Linked DNA regions of Macaca mulatta: region 1 is linked to region 2. The links are chromatin contacts, called in public Hi-C maps. All regions are on one chromosome and are shown on one strand. The core of a region is the stretch at or near the end of the contact, and the rest is flanking DNA. Distances in the headings are between cores, read along the strand shown. Region 1 holds the start of PTGR3 (prostaglandin reductase 3). Region 2 has its middle 480 kb from the start of SMIM21.

Region 1 (3,973 bases), core at 640-3,139, 700 kb after region 2:
CAAACAGTGTCACCCCGCCGGAGCGCCACTTGGTGCCCCGCGCTTCCCCCCGGGGGGCTTGGCCGCCAGGATCGCCGCTTCTTCCAATGCGAAATCTAATGCAAACACATTTTGATCATGGATTTTTGGCCGGTCTTGATCTTCCAACAGAAAAAAATTTGAAAAATACACAAAAAGCACCCCCCCTCCAAGAAAAAAAAAAAGGCAGTAACAACCCGGAGAGTGTGTGCAAAGGGGGTGAAGAGCAGACATTCACTGGGTGGGCGAGATGAGCGTGGACTGTTCCCCCCCCCCCAAACTCCTGGGAGAGAGGGAGATGCACTCTCGCTCTCTCCTCTTTTCAGTGAAATATAACACACATTCGGATCGCAGAGCTTTCAGACAGTCTCAACTGATAGACAGACACATCGAGCTGCTTTTCCTGCTTCAGATTTTACTCCTCCTCCTCTCGCCAACGTCACCCTGACAATTACAAATAGGTCTCTCACAAACCATACCTGTCAATCTTTTTAATTGCTTTGTTTTCTTTTTTTCGGAGCTAAACAATATGACAAAAAAAAAAAAAGAAATCTTAATACAGCATAACATAAAAGACTGTACATTGGAGGAAGACATTCAGTGTTGTTATTGTAATCCACTGGCTGATACCGGGTAAAACCCATATGTTCTAAGTTAAGTAGACATTAGTTCCTGCAGATTTTAAAACCTGTTAGTCCCCCCCAACACACACACACATACACATACACACACTTGCACATTCATACACACTCAACCACGTGCATCCAAACTACCCTTGGGTGAAGCATGTCCTACATTTGGGGGGGAAAAATACCTGTGTCGCTTTTGCAATCTCAGGTTAGGGGTTAGCTTTGGCTGGGGAGGAGCCCAGAGTGGCTTTTATATTTTGGTAATTAGTGGGTAACCGAAAAGTAATAGATTTTTAAAATTAAAATTTACAATATAAATAAAATTTAAAGATGGACTTAGTTCATCACAGAAAAGTGTGGAAATATTTAATTTGGCCTCTCTATGAAAAGTGAATTGATACTTGGTCAATGCACGCCAGTAGGGAGAAAACGGACACGATGGAACGACAGATCTTTCTAGCTGTGTTCGAAAATGAGGTCCTCACACATCAGGGCAACGTCTCCAATTCAGTTAGGTCTCTCGGCATTCCCACCTAGAACTTTAAAATGTGTCTCTGCTCTGGGAGTTTGGCCTTCTGGTTTTCAATATGTGTGTTCTCTTCCAGTGGGAAACCTGTAACAGTCTTGTAGAGCTACTTAAAACGTTCATGGAAAAACATGAAATCTAGGCCAAAATAAATAAAATGGCTTAGTTCGTGCAACTTGCATGGGACAGACCGTGGACAGAAGGCACGGGCAAGGCGTTCCGGGGACAGGAAGCCACCAGCCTGGGGCGCGGGAGGCACTGGACTTTTCCCCGCCCCGCAGTCGGTGCGGGTGCGCGTGCGGCGGCGGCGGCAGGGGCTCCCCGCCCAGCCCGGGGCCCCCGGTCGTGCCCCGCCGCCCGGGCCGCGCTCGGGGTTGATTCGTACCACCTTGCAAGGAAGTGAACGCTTCGCACGGGAAGGGGAGGCGCCTGCGCCGGCCGCCGCGCCGCTCCGGGGACGCCCGGGGTTGCCGCCGGCTCGGGGCCGCGGACGACCGTGGGACGCACGAGTTCCCCGTCCCCCCTTGCCCGCCGCCCCCCCCCCCCGCCCCTTGCCCAAGAGGAGTCAAATCCGGCTTTTAGAGCCCAAGGAGGGTGGGGATATCCGGTGCCTCTCCCGCGCCAGGAGGAAGGGGGAGGGCGGAGAGGATCCTTGGCCAGTCTGCGCCGAGCAGATTCAAACCAAAACAAAAAGATTAAAGGAGCAGCGGCCGGGGCGACAGCGGTCCCCAGGCCGGGACACCCGGGGTGGTGCGCCCGGGTTCGCGGGGGCTGCGCCGGCGCCGGGGAGGCGGGGGGAGCGGGAGCGGGAGCTGGCGACGCGGGGAAGAGGGGGGAGCCAGGGGGAGGGCGCGGGCCGGAGGAGGGGCGGACCCGCCCGCCCTAGCCGAGCAGAGCACAGCGAGCCGAGCGGCCCGGGCGGGGCCCGACCCCGGCCAGCGTCGGCGCAGAGAGCGGATGGAGGCGCGGGCCATGCTGCGGCTGGCGTCCTCCGGGACCCGGGCCATCGTGGACATGTCCTACGCCCGCCACTTCCTGGACTTCCAGGGCTCCGCCATTCCCCGAGCCATGCAGAAGCTGGTGGTGACCCGGCTGAGCCCCAACTTCCGCGAGGCCGTCACCCTGAGCCGGGACTGCCCGGTGCCTCTCCCCGGGGACGGAGACCTCCTCGTCCGGAACCGGTGAGCCCGGCGCCCTCCAGCCCCACGACCCTGTCCTCGCCCCCGGCTCGCGCAGCGCCGCTCCAGCCGTCCCCAGCCCGCCCGCGTGCCCACACTCCGGCGCGCGCTCGGGCGCACAGCCTGACTTTGCGAGATCCCGGGAAGTTGAACCCGCCGCCATCTGGCGAAGGAGAATGTGATGTGACTGTTGCTGGTGTGAATATCCGATGCCACTGAACATCCTCATAACTGAGGGTTATTTTAATTTGGGATTCCCCTCCCCTCCTCCAGCCCTCCCTCCTCCCCCTCCCGCTCCCGAAATAAAACCGACGGGACCCAGAAGGGGAGGCTCCCCGCCGGCCCGCCTGCGCGCACCCACAGTTCCTGCGTTGACATAATCTTTAGGGTGGAGCGGGAGCAGCCTGGACGCAAACTGCGACGTTTAGGTAAACGTGCTTTGGAGGAAGGAGGCTGGGACCCGGCTGGCTTTCCCTGTTCCCTCCAGGTTGGCAGCCGCCTGGTAGTGGCGGAGCCTGTTGTTGGGTGTGTGGGTGTGCACCTCGCCGGTGTTGTCTGAGTGTTGTCAGTGCAGCGTGACTGTTGTCTGTCCCCTGAGTGTAACGACCCCCGCGTGGCGGGTGTCCTGGGCAGCTGGGCCAGGGTCGAGGTGGGGGCATGGCTGCCTTTGCTGGCACGTTTTGCAGACATTCAGGTGACACCGGGTTGTTGCGAGACCTTCTGGCTCTTCCACCCCCCACGCTCCCCACCGTAGTGTGTTTCCGCCTCACTCATCTTTAGTAACTGGCGAAGCAACAGGGAGGAAACGGACCTCACTCTGTATCGGAGCCTTGCCCGCTTGGGTCTCTGCTCCGTGGGTCCCTGGCTGCCCGACTTGGCTGGCAAGGCGCTCCTCTCTGCCCTCTGCAGAGGCCTGCAAAGTCCCATCGAAATGGTTACAGTGCTGCATGTTTCAAGTTGAATAATAATATCGAAGGGGAGGAGTAAGTTCTGACTGTAACTTTTTTGTAAATTCTGTGCTAGAAAGTACCGCAAAGTCCCATGCACGGACTGAAGGACAAAATGTACCCTTCCTAAGTAGCTTGGTGTAGCATTTAATCTGTCCATTTTCGAGATTCCTATTAGCCTTCCTAACATGACTGTAGTATGGAAGAATGCTGATCAGGGTATAAAACTTTTGGAAACCTTTTGCGAAGAATGATTTGAACCATGGGTGGGATTGTGTGGAGGCGGGGGTGGGGGACTGGTCTGGAATGGCTTAAAGGGGAGTGTGTAGGGATCCTTGAAAATGTTTGCATTGGCTGTGGACACAGTAGAGGATTGATTCATTATGGGATGAAATGCCAGTGCTGTTGAGAGCGTGCACACAGCCCAGCTAAAAAGAAGGGCTTGAGTGTGTTTTCACGGGGAGCACACAAAACGCACGAGTGATTTGCTAGAAGTTGAAATGACACCAGACTGAAAAGATTTCCCAACAAACTTTGACGGGCAAGAAGTTCCACACAAGGTTTTTCCCTTTTTCTCCCTCTGATAAAGTATATTCTTGACTGCAAACACTAGTATAAACACACACACGTTTGTGAATAAAATTCCTTTTGAAAATAGTGTGATATGGGGAGGAG
Region 2 (3,979 bases), core at 805-3,304:
TCCAACATTTTCAATGGCTGCAGAAAGAAAAGGTGTACAAATTCCACCTCACTTTGTTAGCGTCCCAAAGTATGTATTTCTTATCTGTCACTTCCTTTGCCACCTCTGACATGAATCCTAGAGTTAGCATTTTGAGCTGTATCCCAGGCAGGGGAGAGCCACTGCAGCAAAGGCGAGACCAGCCCAGCCGATAGCCTTCCCAGGATAGCGGAGGGGGCAAAGGGCTCCGCTCGCCCCACCAGACCCTGGCCCGGAGAGTCTGCGGCACATGGGGATCTGGCCTCAGAGACAGCCAGAGGCTTAGGTCACTTGAACCTTGAGAGCCCCTGGTCCACAGGTTGCTCTGTGGGTGATGAGGTGAAAGCCCTGGGTAACCTGCCCAACACTGTGAGGAGCTTCCCACAGGAAACAACCTCCAGCAAGACAGTGGCTTCCAGAGCCACCTCTAGTCATGAGCCCAAAGGCAGAAAGGCTCTTCCTCCTGGGGAGATGGCGGGGACCCAGAGGCTGCTGTGGGTAAGGAAGGCTCCCTGCTACGCAGAGAAAGGGAGAAGGTGGAGGGGTGAACAGAAATCTACAAGTATTTGGATTCCACCGACAGTGTCCATTCAATGTGCTATAGAAACAATGCGCTACAGAAACACACCCTCTCGATTGAGACAGTCTGGGAAACTGAGGCAATAGCATTTTGCATCTGAAAGAAAGTGATGGCTCTTCGGCCGAGAGAAGAGTCCAGTGGTTTGTGCTTCTGTGTTTCTGGGCCATGCAGTTTTGTTTTTTGTTTTTTAAGAACAGAAAACAAATTGGCAAAGCTTGAAAATAGTAAAATGGTCCCCAAACCTTCAAGTACTGGCTCCCTGGTTCCTTCAGCACTTATGTTAGGAGGAAGCTGAGGCTGCCTGAGGGAAAGTCCTGGAAGTATTGTGCAGGGCGGTGGAGGGGGGTGAGAGAAAGAGAAGAGTGAAAGAGAGAGACTGAGAGAGACCAAGAGGGAAGAGAGGGGAGGGAGAGAGAGAGAGGAAAGAGGAAAGAGAAGAGAGAGAGAGAGAGAAGTGAGAGAGAAGAGAGGGGAGGGAGCGAGAGAGAAGAGAGGGGTGGGAGCGAGAGAGAAGAGAGACAGAGGAGACAGAGGGAGCCAGCCAGCAACAGAGAACACATCAGAGATTGAGAGGCAAAAACGATGCAAGAGAAGCAGTGAACTTGGGAAGGTTTACCTGAGTTCATCTGAAGTTCATCTTCTTACCTCAACATTCCAGACTGCGTGCTGTCTCACTGGGGAAAGAGCTTTCTGAGATTTTTATTTTTAAATTTAAGACGGGATTCTTATTATGTCATCCAGGCTGGTCTCCAACTCCTGGGTTCAAGGGATCCTCCCGCCTCGGCCTCCCAAAGTGCTGGGATTCCAGGTGGGAGCCACCGCACCCGGCGATTTCTGGGATTTTATAATCCCCATTTCATGTAGACCTTTTGGAGTCAGCTTTATGATGGCTGGTTAGTCCTGGGATCTCAGGACCTATCCTTACACTGAACACGCTTTGAAAGACTGACTTCTCTGGAACCAGGCGTCATGTTGGCTCTGGGAGCTGGGAGCTGGGCCCATAGGGCAGGCCTGACTGGGTGCTCCAGCTGCGCCTGGGCCTCCGCGCAGGTGCAAGTGGGGCAGGTGGGGCATGAGGCAGGTGGGATGTCCCTGTCGTCCTGCAGGTGGGGCAGGTGAGGCAGGTTGGATAGGTGGGACAGGTGGGGTGTCTCTGCGATGCAGGTGGGGCAGGTGGGGTAGATGGGGCAGGTGGGGCAGGTGGGGTTGTCCCCCCAGTCCTGCAGGTGCAGGTGGGGCAGGTGAGGCAGGTGGGACAGCTGAGGCAGGTGGGACGTCCTCGCCATCGCGCAGGTGCAGGTGGGGGAGGCGCTCCGGCTGCCTGAGGTCGCGGTCCCCTTCTGAGGCCTCGCGGCAGGTGGCTTTGGGACCCCGCGCTGCTCCATAGAACCCGGCATCCCCGCAGGCCGCGCCCACCGCGCGCCAGCCCTCTCGGCCCTGAGGCTCCTGAGGGACGCGGCCCCGCGGGTAACCAGGGAAACGCGTCGCTATGGTAACGTGCGCGCCGCGTCGGGAGCCCCTCCCAACCCGCGGCCTCCCTTGCCGAGCCCCTGGCGGTCCCCGTCGCCGCTACCCCCGCCACCCTCGCGCCCTGCTCCTGCCGAAATGGAGGGGGACCCCGAACCCCAGCGCCGGGCGGGGATTCGCAGGGACTTCGTCCCCCAAGCCGCGCCGCGCTGCGGGCTCTGGGCGCAGCGGGCTCCCGGGCGGTGCTGCAGGCGCTGGTCGCGGGCCCAGCGGACGTGCCAGTCGCGGGGAGCCAAAGCGGCCAGATTTGCAAAGGGACGGTCCCACCCTCCCGTCTGTCGGAATCTCTAATTTCCTACGTGCATGCATGGCAGGGCTGGTGAGTTTCAAGTATTAGATATAGAATCTGAACCTTTCCAACTGCACATTTGGCAAAGCTTCGCGGCCTAACTGGCCTTTCCAGTCTCCTACGGACAGCCCCGGATCTCCTGGGGCCTCCAGGCCTCCCCTCCTGACGGCCGCCGGGGACAGCGCTGCGCAGAGGAGCGGTCCTGGGCCGGGATCCGGTTGGGCCTCTGGGGGCTGCTTCTGGACTTGAATTCCTTAGGCATCAGCTGGGATTTTGCAGGATAAAATACAGGCCTCCGAAGAGACCACTCCCAAGATGCACACTTACATCGGCTCACTGCGCTTAGAAACACGCGTCTCGGTCCGTTTTTCCTCATCCGTCCCTAAACCCACCACAGTGAATGCAGGAATGGTGAACGCTGGATGTGTCCACGTCCATCGCGGGATGCAGCTCTTGAGAGACTGACCCCAAATAACCGTGGCACGCAGATACATTTCTGAGTAGCTCAGATTCTTCTCTGCGTTGGAGAAATTTTCAGCCATTTCCTAGGAAACCCTAAACAACTATAGGCCTGTCCCTTGCCTAACCCTGAGGTCTTCAACCTTTGCCTGCAGAATTGTTGCTTTCTTACTCATCACTCTTCATTAAAGAAGACACTTGCTACAGTAAAGCCTGACGCCTATGCACGATACTTTCAAATGCTGTTTTTAAAAGCAAAAATATTGATAGATAAACAAAGTGACAGAGGTGCATATTTCCTGAACCTCAAAAAAAAAAAAAATGGAATCAAGCTGCTTAATAATACATTTTCCTGAGCAGTACATGACTAAGAAATAATTTAGTGCTTTCAATAACTGATCTGGGAAATACAAAAGAAGTGTAAACCGATTTCTGATGCACAGGAGTTTTCTAATTTTCTTAAGACAAAAAAATGGGATGAATCTCAGAAAAAATATAAAAGAAAGTGTACATAACATGTTCCTCTTTGTTTCAACTAGCTACAACAGAGGACCATGCATTGGTATCAACTAAATAAGAATTTTGGGTTAAAATAATCTCAGATACAGTCCTGACATTAGATTACAGGTATGGTTTCTGACATTCCACAAATCACTTGGATGAACAGCATCAGCTGTCATAGATTTTAAAAAAGCCTATTTTTTTTCCTTCTAGAAATGTTGGTCCTAGAAAAGTGATGGTTTTATCTACAGCAATATCTGAGGGGTGCAGGTGAGTGAAGAGAAGAAAAAGTCAAGCCCCAAGGCCTTGCCCATTCCAGAAGCAACTCTGTTCTGCTCCTAATTCTGAGGCCTTGGATGGTGGTTGGCCTTGAGCTGGGCTTTACTGCTTTACTGCAGGATGATAGGGCTGGCCATGGAGCGTGGGCAGTGATATCAGAAAATCCTGGATTTGAACCTTAGGTCTGCTGTGCACTGGGCAACTTCCATAGCTTCTCTGTTTTCCAATCTGCCCTTTCATTCATTTATTTGTCCAGTGATTTATTCATCCTCTCCTGGGTGACAGGATATAGCAATGAGCCAGACAGGCAAAATCACTGGTCTCAT

What was found. Hi-C and Micro-C count contacts between places; a contact is called where the count stands out from the background.
Region 1: a contact with region 2 is called in a Hi-C map of fetal cortex germinal zone, with 2.9 times the contacts expected there. The contact joins the promoter of PTGR3 here to the enhancer-like site in region 2. A contact is called at or near these places in 2 of 14 Hi-C or Micro-C datasets (fetal cortex germinal zone and fetal cortical plate).

What each region holds. Positions count from the first base shown.
Region 1 is chr18:5,552,663-5,556,635 of T2T-MMU8v2.0, forward strand. PTGR3 (prostaglandin reductase 3) reads left to right here and starts at 1,890. Exons shown (of 2, transcript XM_001090670.5): 1 at 1,890-2,354. The coding sequence starts at 2,131. It overlaps TSHZ1 (teashirt zinc finger homeobox 1), which reads right to left and starts at 326. Exons shown (of 2, transcript XM_002800976.4): 1 at 1-326.
Region 2 is chr18:4,851,092-4,855,070 of T2T-MMU8v2.0, forward strand. No RefSeq gene overlaps it. Among named protein-coding and RNA genes, the nearest start is that of SMIM21, 480 kb to the right of the region's middle. Within about 2 kb of position 2,055, at least 14 of the 40 cell types and tissues checked have an H3K27ac peak or open chromatin away from gene starts, as enhancers often do. A contact at or near this core is called in fetal cortex germinal zone and fetal cortical plate, where this site is marked.